Regions from separate parts of the Mus musculus genome. Here regions 1 and 2 are each linked to region 3. Evidence: chromatin contacts called from public Hi-C and HiChIP or PLAC-seq data. All regions are on one chromosome and are shown on one strand. Each heading gives the region's core, a stretch centred on a gene start, on an enhancer-like site or on the middle of the called end of the contact. The rest is flanking DNA. Distances are from core to core; before and after follow the strand shown.

Region 1 (3,614 bases), core at 630-3,129, 270 kb after region 3:
CCAGGTGACACACAACTTTAATCCCAGCACTTGGGAGGCAGAGCCAGGTGGAGCTCTGTGAGTTCAAGGGCAGCCTAGTCTACAGAACAAGTTCCAGGACAGCCAGGACTACCCAGAGAAGCTATCTATTTATCTATCTCTATCTCTCAAAAAAACAAAACAAAACAAAACAAACAAACAAAAAACAAAAACCGAAAGAAAAAAAAAAAGAAAGAGAAGAGAAGAGAAAAAAGGAAAAGAAAGGACAGAAGGAAGCGGCAAGCACGGCGCTCTTTCCCTTACAAGTCAGGCCCTGGGCTTAGATGCCTTAGCCTGGACTGGGACAGAAGCAAACTGCCCGCCCATGGTTTCCGTTCCCAGGCTGGGATGTGCTGTTTCTCTTCCAACTAGCTTTTCTTCCTCGCTTCCAGCTGAATCCATGCCAACAGAAGCCCCCTTCTGCCTGAGCAAGCATGAGAGCGCCCTGGCAACGGAGATAACAACAGAGCTGGGGGCTGGGACGCTGCGTGGAAGTAGGGAAAGAGGAATGTCGGCAGAAAACGCTTCCAGTGTACAACTGTTACAAGAGACCAAACTAACAAGGCCTTTCCGAGTCACAGGGAGAGGGCTGCAGAGACAGACACATTCCCCTGTCCAAAAGACAGCAGGCTAACCAGGGGAGGGGGGGAAAGACTTTCTTCTGGGAAGACAGCCTTGTGCTTGATTGGTCTGTTCAAAAATAGGGCAAAAACCTCAGAGCCCTGATGCTTGTCTTCCTTTTACTCTGCATGCAGCTTAAATAGAATATGTACCCCGAGGAGCAGGCAATGTCCCACTCCCTCAGGATCCTCGGTACACAGCAAGTGCTCAGAGACACTCATGCATAGGAAGTTGAAGCCCTGGGCTCAGAGCTCAGCAGATCCTGACTGGTTACCACTGAAGGAGGGGGCCTAGGGGCAGAACCCCGGTCTCCTGCTTTCCCTACAAGCCCAGCTTGATCTAGGAGACAACACCTGAGCAGGACAATAAGCCGGACAATAACAGGAGAAATGAGACAGACAACAGTTTCCTATGAACAGACCCCTTAAAGCCCCAGCCTTAGCAAACAGACCGCTTCCCTATGCACAGTCCGGTAGGCCTGTTAGCCACAGAGCTCAAAAGCTCCGGTTTGTAGTGATTGGCTAGTCATGAACACATGATCCCAGCAGCCAATCAGAATTCTTTTGAGTTTTCAATCTGCGAAGGGAGATCACGAGGTAGGAAGAATTTACAGGAACAAAACTATTAACCATACTGGCCATCTAGTCAATGAGTAGACTTACAAGGGAGTCAAAAAAACGGTGATAACTGGCAGAAGAGAGCCCAGCCCCACCCTGCCCTTTCCCACAGTCATCGAGTCAGTAAACCCTTTGGCTGCGGAGTAACCAATGCCAGCCCCTATAACAAGAGTAGCAATGGCTCTGCTTGTAATCCCCATATTCAGAGGTGGAAGCAGAGGACTCTCTTGATTCAAGGCCATCCTCCGGAAGTTCCAAGTCGGCCTGGGGTAATGAGCCTCTGTGCCCAGGGAAAACCAAAACAACCGCACTTAGCCAGAGATGGCGCCCGAACTCCATCCCGCTCAGTCCCTCTGACTCCAGAACCTTCCACTACTGCATCACATTTTGAGAAGGAACTCATCTTAACGACAGGAAGGAGCCAAACATAAGAACAGTTTTACTTAAGAGTAAACACGGGAGGACTGGAGAGATGGCTCAGCTTGTTAAGATCAGGGCTGCTCTTCCAATGGACCTGGATTCAACTCTCAGCACCTGCATGGTGGCTGACATCCACTTGTAATTCCAGTTCCAGAGGACCTGACACCCTCTTCTGGCCTGCCTGGACACCAGGCATGGTACACATGCATACATGAAAGCAAAGTATCCATATACATAAAATAAAGCAAAAAAAAAAAAAAAAAAAAAAGAGTAAACACAGGAACTGGGAGATGGCTCAGCAGTTAAAAGCACTGACTGCACTCGCACTCACAAAGGACTCACGATCAATTCCCAGACCTACAGCAGTTCACAACTGTCTAACTCCAGTTCTAGAAGACCTGACACCCTCACACAGACATACATGCAGGCAAAATGCCCATGCTCATAAAAAATTTTTTAAAATAAAAATAGTAAAGGGAGCAGTTTAACAACGTAAGTGTACTTAATGTCACAGAGCTGTCACTACATGCTAAAATGATGAGTTTTATCTTCTGTGTTATATACATTTTTGTTTTGTTTTGTTTTTCGAGACAGGGTTTCTCTGTATAGCCCTGGCTGCCCTGGAGCTCACTTTGTAGACCAGGCTGGCCTCGAACTCAGAAATCCGCCTGCCTCTGCCTCCCGAGTGCTGGGATTAAAGGCATGCGCCACCACGCCCGGCATATATACATTTTTTACCACAACTAAAACACAGAACCGGTGGCTGGAGATGTAGCTCAGTTGACAGATTATTTGCCTAGTGTTTGCAAAGTTCTGGGTCCCATCCCAGCACTTCAAAAATCAGATGTGGTGGCACATGCTTATAACCCCAGCCCTGGGAAAGAGGCAAGGGGTGATCGATCAGAAGCTCCCATTCCATGCTGGCCACATTCCAAGTTTGAGACAGGAAAGCATTCGAATGGCACGGGCAAATCCCTGGGTTCAGTCTCCAGCACTAAAAGCAACAGCAGACTGGTCATGAGCCCACTACCTGCTCATCCCTGGAGACACAGCAGATAAGATGTGTCATGTATGTGACATGTCATGTATGTGAGGCAACAATTGGAGGACAGGTGTTAAAGTGCACAGAATCATCAAAACCTGAAATACTGTTTAAAAATAATCTCTGTTCCCTGGAGCAAGTCACAACAGTGTAGGCCAAAATCCAGTGGTGCAGGAAAGAATGCAGGGTAGGGAGTGATCAGGAAGTAGGCGTTCTGATCGAGCACAACACATTGCCCCACAGTCACAGCTCTTAGGAGGCAAAGTCAGGAGATGATCATGGGTTCTAGGGCAGCATGAGCTAGGCAAGATCCTGTCTCAAATACAGGCAGGAGTGCTGAAGATACAGCTGTTAGACTGCTGGGTTCTGGTTCCTGGACTGCATAAATTGAGCACTGTCTCAAAAAACAAGGGGCTCTGTGAGTAAAGACTAATGATGTAAGTTCAATTCCCCCGGACCTATACAACACAAGACAGAACAGCTGACTCCACAGTTGTCCTCTGACCTCCACAGATGCAATATGGCATATGATAATGTATATATATATATATATATCATACATACATAACAATATAATTGTTAAAAGATTAGGGGACAGAATAAAGACATTTAAAAGGGGAAAAGGTCCCAGGGTGTTGGCTCAGTGGGTAAAGCACTTGCCAGAAGCATGAAGACTTGAGTTTCCATCCCTGAAACCAATTTTTAAAAGCAGAGGAGGATTACAACACATTTGTAATCCCAGAGGGAGGTGGAAAAAGAGACTCCCTGGAGTTCCACATATACAAACATTAATATACACAAACACACATGCACACGCGCGCATGCGCGCACACACACCAAACAGTAAAAACCTAACTAAGACGAGAGGGGTACACCTGCCATGCTATCCATCCCCC
Region 2 (4,107 bases), core at 64-2,563, 340 kb after region 3:
AACATATTGGGCTTATTAGCTATCTATTAACAGGAATCCATGAAGATTTACCCATGCTATGACCATAATCGACAGTGGTCTTGGTGAGTGGGGCCTTGGATATACAAGTGCCAGGACAGACACATTGCTGTACGGGCCTCAGTCGTCATCAGGTGTCCCAGGTCTTGACAGAACTTGATGTGAAGACACTTGGCCAAACCTGGCTCCATTCTTTCTGCCCATCTTTCTTGTCTTCAAGTCAGGGCTGTGATCATATGTTTTGTGCAATATTCTGGCAGTGGTACTTTGTTATCTTTACTGCTTCTGTACACTTGTGTTGGGTACTGGGGTTACAGCAGAAAATAAGACAAACAGCTTTCTGGCTCCAAGAACCCAATAGTCCACGTGAAGATTGACATTGAGCAAGTAGTAAGTAATAACAATTACAATGTATAAAGAGTTCAATAGGGAAAAACAAAACAAAACGACAGAAAACTTGGACTAGTAAGTCAGAGCAACCAGTGCTACAGCCGGTGGGATATCCTGCAGGCTCCCCTGAGTAGGTGGTGCCACCCGAGCCAACACCTGCATACCGAGAAGTCAGTCATCGGAAGTACAAAGAATGTGCTTCAAAAAGGGAAATATCAGATGTAACTCCTTTGAAGCTGAGGGGTTCTTGGCATACTCAAGGAATGGAAACTAAGTCAGTAGACTAGAGAGAAGAGCAGATGTGAAACGGGAGGCAAAGACTGGCAGTCACGTAAGTAGGTCTGCTCCTGGGGGTGCCTGGGAGTTTGTATTTTAAAAATAAGTAGAAAAAGGTACCCAGCATGTGGGAGGTGGAGGCAAGGGGATCCTAGTTTAAGACTAGCCTGGGCTATAAGAGATTCTGTCTTAAAGCACCAAACGACAAGAGTGGCATGCAATTTCTGTCCTGAGAAGTTAGCTGTGATACTCGCTAGGCAATCGAAATTATCAAGTGTGACAAGTGACAAGTCCAACGTCACTTCCAAACACCACCCATTCCAACTCGAAAGAGAACAGCAAACCCCTCCCAAGCCCACAATTAAACAAACTTCTCCCTAAGAAAACTGCCTTCTCATTGGGCAAATCCTGCGTGAGACCTTCTGAGTCATGGTGATTGGTTACCGACTCTCCTTTCTCTTCCAATCAGACAGATATTTCGAAGAGTAAGCACTTCTCAGCCCATTGCAGACAAATGAGCTCTATGACTGGCTCTCTTCTATGATTGACGGCAGACTCAGCCTATGGACACAACGGCAGGGCGGGGCTCTCCAGTGCGGAGAGCTGTGTAGCCAGAGCCCAGGGCTGTCAGTTCTTGGCCAGCCAGGACCCTTGACCGAGTGCTCCGGTGCTATGGCCGCCCCACCGCAGCTACAGGCTCTTCTCCAGGCCGTCAACAAGCTGCTGCGCCAGCGCCGCTACCACGCTGCGCTGGCCGTGATAAAGGGCTTCCGGAACGGGGCTGTGTGAGTAGGGCCGCAGAGTGCGGCTGGAGCTAAAGGACGGGCCTAACTGGGGTCGCGAGTTCGAGGCCCGGGGCCCCTGAGCTGTGCTCTCTCTAGGCCTCAGATGTCTGTATATTTCAGTGCCCCGTTGGTGCAGCAGACGTAGGTTTCAGGGTTCCAGTCACCTTACCAGTCCTAAACTGGGGCTTCCTCTGTCTTGCTTCTAGGTCCTCTGTCCTTTCCAACCTGGCACTCTTGGCTTAGTTGCCTCCTCAGCACCTGTATCCCCTCATTGGGTCTAATTCATCTCATCTTACCTTGTCCCCTTTGGCCTACTTGGCTTCTGTGGCTCTGTATACACAAAAGAAACTGGACTTTGTCCTTTAGCAAGCAAGTGGTCACCTACTGCCTCATAGGTTCCCTCAGTAAAGTTCCTAACAGGTTCACATCTATATGTGACTTCACCTCACCCTTCATTTTCACTGGGGTCTCGTGAGAAGTGACAGTGATTGTATGTAAGAAAAAGTAGCTAATGTTTGCTAGGTAAATTGCTCTCCTTCCCTCCTAGGTAGGAGAGGAGATCTTGGGGTCGTTTTGCTTGACTGGTGCCCAGATGGGAGTTCCAGCCTCGTTAACCCTCATCCCTTAGCAGTTAGTGAGGGGCTGCTCTCACTGCGTGAGCAGTGACTCTCAGAGAAGAAACCAAAGTCTCTATCTCTAGGAGCTGGTAGCAGTGTGTGGCATGGTGGTGAGTATGTCAACTGCCAGGACTTAAAAAAACCTGGTGTCAGCTACCATGATCTTGATCTCGAACAAACCATTTTGGCTTTCTGGGTCTCACTTTCTAGAAAATGGGTCCCCCAGAGCACTTCTATACTGTTTGAGGATTGAGGCGATGTGTGAAATGGAGAGTACAGTCCCTGGTGTGTGTCTGTCTGTCCGCTGACGGATGTTGGTACAGGTACGCTGTCTGCCTGGCTCACGAACCCTTTTCAGATCACTGCTTCCTGTTCCTCACCCTCTTTCTCTATAGTACCTGTCATCAGACACTGGATGATCTTTTTCCTGGTCCATGTCTCTCATTAGAAAGTGTGCTCCAGGGCTGGTGAGATGGCTCAGTGGGTAAGAGCACCCAGACTGCTCTTCCAGAGTTCAAATCCCAGCAACCACATGGTGGCTCACAACCATCTGTAATGAGATCTGACGCCCTCTTCTGGAGTGTCTGAAGACAGCTACAGTGTACTTACATATAATAAATAAATAAATCTTTAAAAAAAAAAGATTTATTTAAAAAAAGAAAGAAAGGAAGGAAGGAAGGAAGGAAGGAAGGAAGGAAGGAAGAAAGAAAGTAAGTGTGCTTGTGCTTCAGCCGGGCGTGGTGGTGCACACCTTTAATCCCAGCACTTGGGAGGCAGAGGCAGGCCGATTTCTAAATTCAAGGCCAGCCTGGTCTACAAAGTGAGTTCCAGGACAGCCAGGACTGTACAGAGAAACCCTGTCTCGGGAAAAAAAGAAAGAAAGAAAGAAAGAAAGAAAGAAAGAAAGCAAGCTCCATCAGTCTAGGGTGGTGTACATCCTCAACACTGAAGATGCTGGGTCATCCTGTGCTACATTGTGAGACCCCGCCTCAACAACAGCCACAAAAAGAACTTCACAAGGATGGACATCTTTATCTAGATTGTCCTCTGTGTGTTCTGGTACTCGCTGTTATAGGCATTCAAATTCTCCTTTATGGATATTTGAAAACTAGGAATCACTCTTGTCTCTGCCTCGCAGATGGGTGGAATGTGATTTATGGGGGAGGTCTGTCGAGCTCTCCTGGTCACATCATGTCAGCATTACAGTCAGGATTCAAACTCAAAATGCATACAGAGTCAGGTAGAAATTGGGTCCTACTGAATCTGGCCAGGTCATATAGGACACTTTGACCAGGATGGGATGAACCCTAAGGTAACATTAGTAGCCTCTTTACCAGGTATGCACTGTACAAAGCAGGAGCTGGCCCCTGTGCCAAGCGTTGCTCAATATGGTCTTTGTACAGCTAACCCTATGACACTGTGTCTTCCTGTTCTCGGTGAACCTTCCCAGACAGTACAGACACTTTCTAAGGGTCAAGTGCTTGGGCTCTAATCCCAATGCTTTCGTTATAAAAGCTGGATTATTCTTTGTCTCTTCTGGTTTTGGTTTCCTCCTCCATAAAATTAAAACTATAAACTCAGCCAATCCTGGGTCCCCAAGGCGGGGATCTCAATACTTGTGAGTGGGACCAATGCTCTGACTCTCTTACAAGGACCATACATCCAAGGGGAAGTCTCACAAGCTAGTGTGACAAGGCTGAGCATGGCAGTGCACACTTGTTTTTGTTTTGTTTTTAAAGATTTATTTATTGGCCGGGCGGTGGTGGTGTACTCCTTTAATCCCAGCCCTTGGGAGGCAGAGACAGAGGCAGGCGGATTTTTGAGTTTGAGGCCAGTCTGGTCTACAAAGTGAGTTCCAGGACAGCCAGGGCTACACAGAGAAACCCTGTCTCGAAAACAAAACAAAACAAAACAACCCCCCCCCCCACACACACAAAAGGATTTATTTATTATTATATGTCAGTACACTGTAGCTGTTTTCAGATGCACCAGAAGAGGGCATCAGATCTCGTTACGGATGG
Region 3 (3,859 bases), core at 865-3,364:
TATTTTGGAGTCTGAAACTGATAACTTTCTTCCCAGCCCTTCCTCGGTGGGGGCTTTTGAACTGCTGTCTTCAGGACTTGTAAAGTCAGGCAGAGCAGGAGCTGAGCCCCCTGAAGGGCTCCTGTCAGCTCTGCTGTTCCCCCAACAACCTTTCTAACCCATAGACCATAGACACACTGCAGCTCTGCTCTTACCCAGGAACCTATCCCCTCTCTCCTTGGCTCAGAGGGTTGCCCGCTGGAGAAGCATGAGGACCTGAGCTTGGATGTCCAGGACCCACGTAGTAAGTCAAGTACAGCAGCTGTGAACATCTGTAGCCACAGCAGAGCAGGGTTGGAGGAGACAGGCAGACCCTAAGAGCTTGCCGGTTGAAGTGGCAATGCCAGGTTCAATGAGAGACCAGGCCTCAAAAAATAATATGGGTAATGATAGAAGAAAATATCTCAAATTTACCTCTGGCTTCTGTACACATCCACATGTATGTGCAGACACACCTGCATACATTCATATGCATCACATACACACACACTTAAGAAAATGGATAGAATTGTTCCCATTATGTTGTTTCACCCCATCATAGGGGTGCTCAGATTTAAAGTGCATCTCTGTGTTAACACTTTGTAAAAAGAAGGAGGAGGAGGAGAAGGAAAAGAAGAAAAGAAAAGAAAGAGACAAATGGAGAAAATGAATAGGAAAACCATTGAGTAGTAATGAGGTGTATGATGGGTGCGGGTGTTTGCCACCAAGCCGGACAACCGGAGGAACGCTGACTCCTGGGGAAGGAAGGGGAAAAAGAAGGAATAAGGAAAGCGGGGAGGAGATGGAGGAAAATAACTGATAACAGGTAACAGCTTGAGCCCAGAAACAAATATACAAGGTCTTTCCTCTTGTCTTCCCTCTACTGAGTCTGTGATGAGATCCATCAGGAAGTCTCCGGAGCAGAGCGCTGTGGCCGCCTGGGGGCAGTGCAGTCTCGCGGATAGGTTTTGCAGCCGCCGAGTTTGAGGCCCATTTCAGAGTTGGTTCTGCCCAGTAGTTTCCTTTCCTTTCTCTTCAGGTCCTCGTCTGAGTTCATCCTTATTTCAGGTTCCCACTGAATTGGTTAGGGAGGAACGGGGATCTGGGGCCTGGGGTGACACTCATTCACATAACACACCCACTTGTGTACATCCCGGAAATGTCCAGGTTCCAATTTCCACGAGGCAGAGTTAAATAAGACTGGAGGCATCTTTGAGCCAACAAACATCTGATTTAAAGAGCACAGGCTGGTCTTAAATACTGTTAACAAGTGCAGGTTGTGGAGACGTCCCATTTTCTTAGTTCTTTCTTAGCTCCTGGCTCTCCATGAACGATGGATGGAAGAAATACCCCCTCCCCGCTTTTAGGAGCTTTTAGCTATTTAGGAAAAGACATCGATTGCTCAACCGGTGCCTGCTGTCCTTGGTGCGTTGCTCCCAGTGGTTATATCAGGCCTCTACTCTAGGTTGGCGTCTTTGCCTGATGAATGCCTGGGGCGGAGGCTGGGAATCAGCAGTGTCTGTGCCCGCCCCTCTGAGCACACAGGCGCCCCATTCAAAACAATGTGGCCCTAGGCATCAGTGAAAGGGCTGCAGTCAGACTTGGCCTCACAAGGACTCACCTCTCTTTATCACCATCTCAAGCCCCGCTCAGGAAGCTCTCTCTTCGCTAACCTCAAGAGTCCCTTTTCCCTCAGTCAAAATCAGCTTCCAGCTCTAACACCCTGGGGTGATTTTTTTTAAAAATCTGTTGATTGATCCCGTGCCCTGTTTCTGGGATGGTTGCTTGCTGTCCTCTGAGCATAGGGAGTACTCTAAGCTTCCATACCCTTTTCTCACATGGTCACCTCATCTGAAATACATTTTCTGTCTCTCTGCCTGATGAATTCTTTATCTATCTTTATGTCCTAAATGAAACGTCCTAGAGCCGAGCACAGTGGTACGTACCTGTAGCTCTAGCAACTGGGAGACAGAGGAAGAAAGATCAGAAGTTCAAGGCCAGCCTGGACTCACCCCACCTCCTCCCCCAGTCTCTCCCATAGTTTCCCCCGACTCTTTCCTTCCCCTTGGAGTTCATACACAACCTTGTGGTTCCTTCCCCATTTTCACGTAGCCGGGCTTTAGCTGTGTTTTCCTGTTAGATGGTGAACTCAGTGTGGGCTTTAAACACTCAGCCAAGAGGCCGTGCTGAGGTTGCTTTGCCTCATTATCTTAAGGCTATCTCGTTAGCGGTAGCTCAGCCTAACACTGAGCACATAGGAGCCCGGTGTTCAACCCTGCTGGATATGATCAAAGCTGGAAGACATCAGGCAAAATGTGGTTATTCTTTTATTTTCACTTTCTATTTCCACTTCCCAGGAGATTTAGGTAACTGCTCCCAATTTCCTCTCTTATCATTTATAGTCCTCCTGGCCATCTGCATCCCATTACGATTTCATCTGGCTGTCTAGGGCCAACTTTCCTAGGCCTGGCTGCCTGCTCATTTGTGACTTTTATCAACCTGCTGCTCTGTGGGTGATGTTGTAGGCACTGGGTAGGCAGCAGCAAAGGACACTTTCCTAGCACTTAGACTGCAGGGGGAACAGGAGACCAAGATAGGTAAACAAAGGGGATTTCAATGACTAGGGATTCTAGGAAGGAAAGGGGGTCACGTGGTACAAAGAACAATAGAATCTCAGAGGGAAGAGTCCAGCCATGGGGGTATGTGCTAAGAAAGCCTTTCATGCAGAGGGTGAGCAGCCACACTGGTCCTGAACAGGAACAAGTGATGGAAAAGTTGTGAAGCATGCAGCTACATAAGGAGAGGGCTTGCACATTTTCCTTAGCTTGCTGGCATCCCTTCAGAGAGCCCTTAGTGGCTTTGATCCCTTCTGGGAAGTGACCAGTTCCCCCTAGCCTTCACCTCCTCACCACTCCATCCAATTTCCTCTCAGTGAATCTTGTTGATCATCTGACACATACCTGATCCCTTCATCTGATCTTGGTGACTGGAGTGCCAACTTATGGGGTTGAATCTTCCTTTGTGTGGTCTCTTATTAAGATAAGACCTCCTTCCTTGATTTCTTCAAGAAGTTCTGGGTTCTGCTCTCTTTAGGAAAGAGCCAAAGATTCAGATGGACATCCAACTGTAGCATGGGTTGGGGGACCTAGTCCCCTGTTTTGACACTCACAGGCGACTGAGCCTGGGCTCCACCTCTGTGAATCCCAGACTTATCTTCCCACATGGATTCTTTTTTTTTTTTTTTTTTTTTTTTTTTTTTTAAAGATTTATTTATTTATTATATGTAAGTACACTGTAGCTGTCTTCAGACACTCCAGAAGAGGGAGTCAGATCTTGTTACGGATGGTTGTGAGCCACCATGTGGTTGCTGGGATTTGAACTCTGGACCTTCGGAAGAGCAGTCGGGTGCTCTAACCCACTGAGCCATCTCACCAGCCCCCCCACATGGATTCTTATTATTCTCTATTCTACATTGTTGTCCAGTGGGCTCTTATGCCCAGATGGCGAGAGAGTCATCTTAGATGCCCAAGTGCTTACATAAAGGGGCTAGAGAGCTTCCTGGTGCTGGAGACATGAAAAGCTTTAAGTAAGTCAGGAGCCCATATCGAAGCCAGATGGTTCGCTTTACAGTAAAGATCACAGGGCCTGAAAACTATGAGGAAGGAGGGCCAGCCAGGGGACAAGCTCTTTGGAGTGAAGATCCTGGCATGCCTGTACTTAGGAAGGTGCAGGCCTTCTACCCACAGACTCCCTGCCCTTAGATTCCTACTGGACTCCTAGGCCAGTCAGATTCTCCTCAGGTCCAGACTAGTAGAAGGTTCAAACAATAAGGGCTGAAGAA

What was found. A called contact is a pair of places that touch in the nucleus more often than the background predicts. HiChIP or PLAC-seq counts read pairs in DNA pulled down with a chosen protein or histone mark.
Region 1: a contact with region 3 is called in a Hi-C map of bone marrow-derived macrophages, with 19 read pairs. The contact joins the promoter of 9030607L20Rik here to the enhancer-like site in region 3. A contact is called at or near these places in 1 of 15 datasets of contacts at CTCF or cohesin (the NIH/3T3 cell line), 1 of 484 Hi-C or Micro-C datasets (bone marrow-derived macrophages), 8 of 115 datasets of contacts at active chromatin or transcription factors (cardiomyocytes, differentiating embryonic stem cells, embryonic fibroblasts and 3 more) and 3 of 9 other capture datasets (adipose tissue, liver and pancreatic islet).
Region 2: an H3K4me3 HiChIP or PLAC-seq map of bone marrow-derived macrophages shows a contact between it and region 3, with 3 times the contacts expected there. The contact joins the promoter of Pxmp4 here to the enhancer-like site in region 3. A contact is called at or near these places in 2 of 15 datasets of contacts at CTCF or cohesin (the NIH/3T3 cell line and large pre-B cells), 4 of 484 Hi-C or Micro-C datasets (the N1E-115 cell line, myocytes, rod photoreceptor and 1 more) and 4 of 115 datasets of contacts at active chromatin or transcription factors (bone marrow-derived macrophages, embryonic stem cells, large pre-B cells and 1 more).

The regions. Positions count from the first base shown.
Region 1 is chr2:154,674,804-154,678,417 of GRCm38.p6, reverse strand. 9030607L20Rik (a long non-coding RNA gene) reads right to left here and starts at 1,879. Exons shown (of 2, transcript XR_866878.2): 1 at 1-1,879. All of the region lies in intron 1 of Chmp4b (charged multivesicular body protein 4B), which reads right to left.
Region 2 is chr2:154,600,879-154,604,985 of GRCm38.p6, reverse strand. Pxmp4 (peroxisomal membrane protein 4) reads left to right here and starts at 1,313. Exons shown (of 4, transcript NM_021534.3): 1 at 1,313-1,469. The coding sequence starts at 1,357.
Region 3 is chr2:154,940,401-154,944,259 of GRCm38.p6, reverse strand. No RefSeq gene overlaps it. Among named protein-coding and RNA genes, the nearest start is that of Eif2s2, 49 kb to the right of the region's middle. Within about 2 kb of position 2,114, at least 29 of the 459 cell types and tissues checked have an H3K27ac peak or open chromatin away from gene starts, as enhancers often do. A contact at or near this core is called in adipose tissue and bone marrow-derived macrophages, where this site is marked.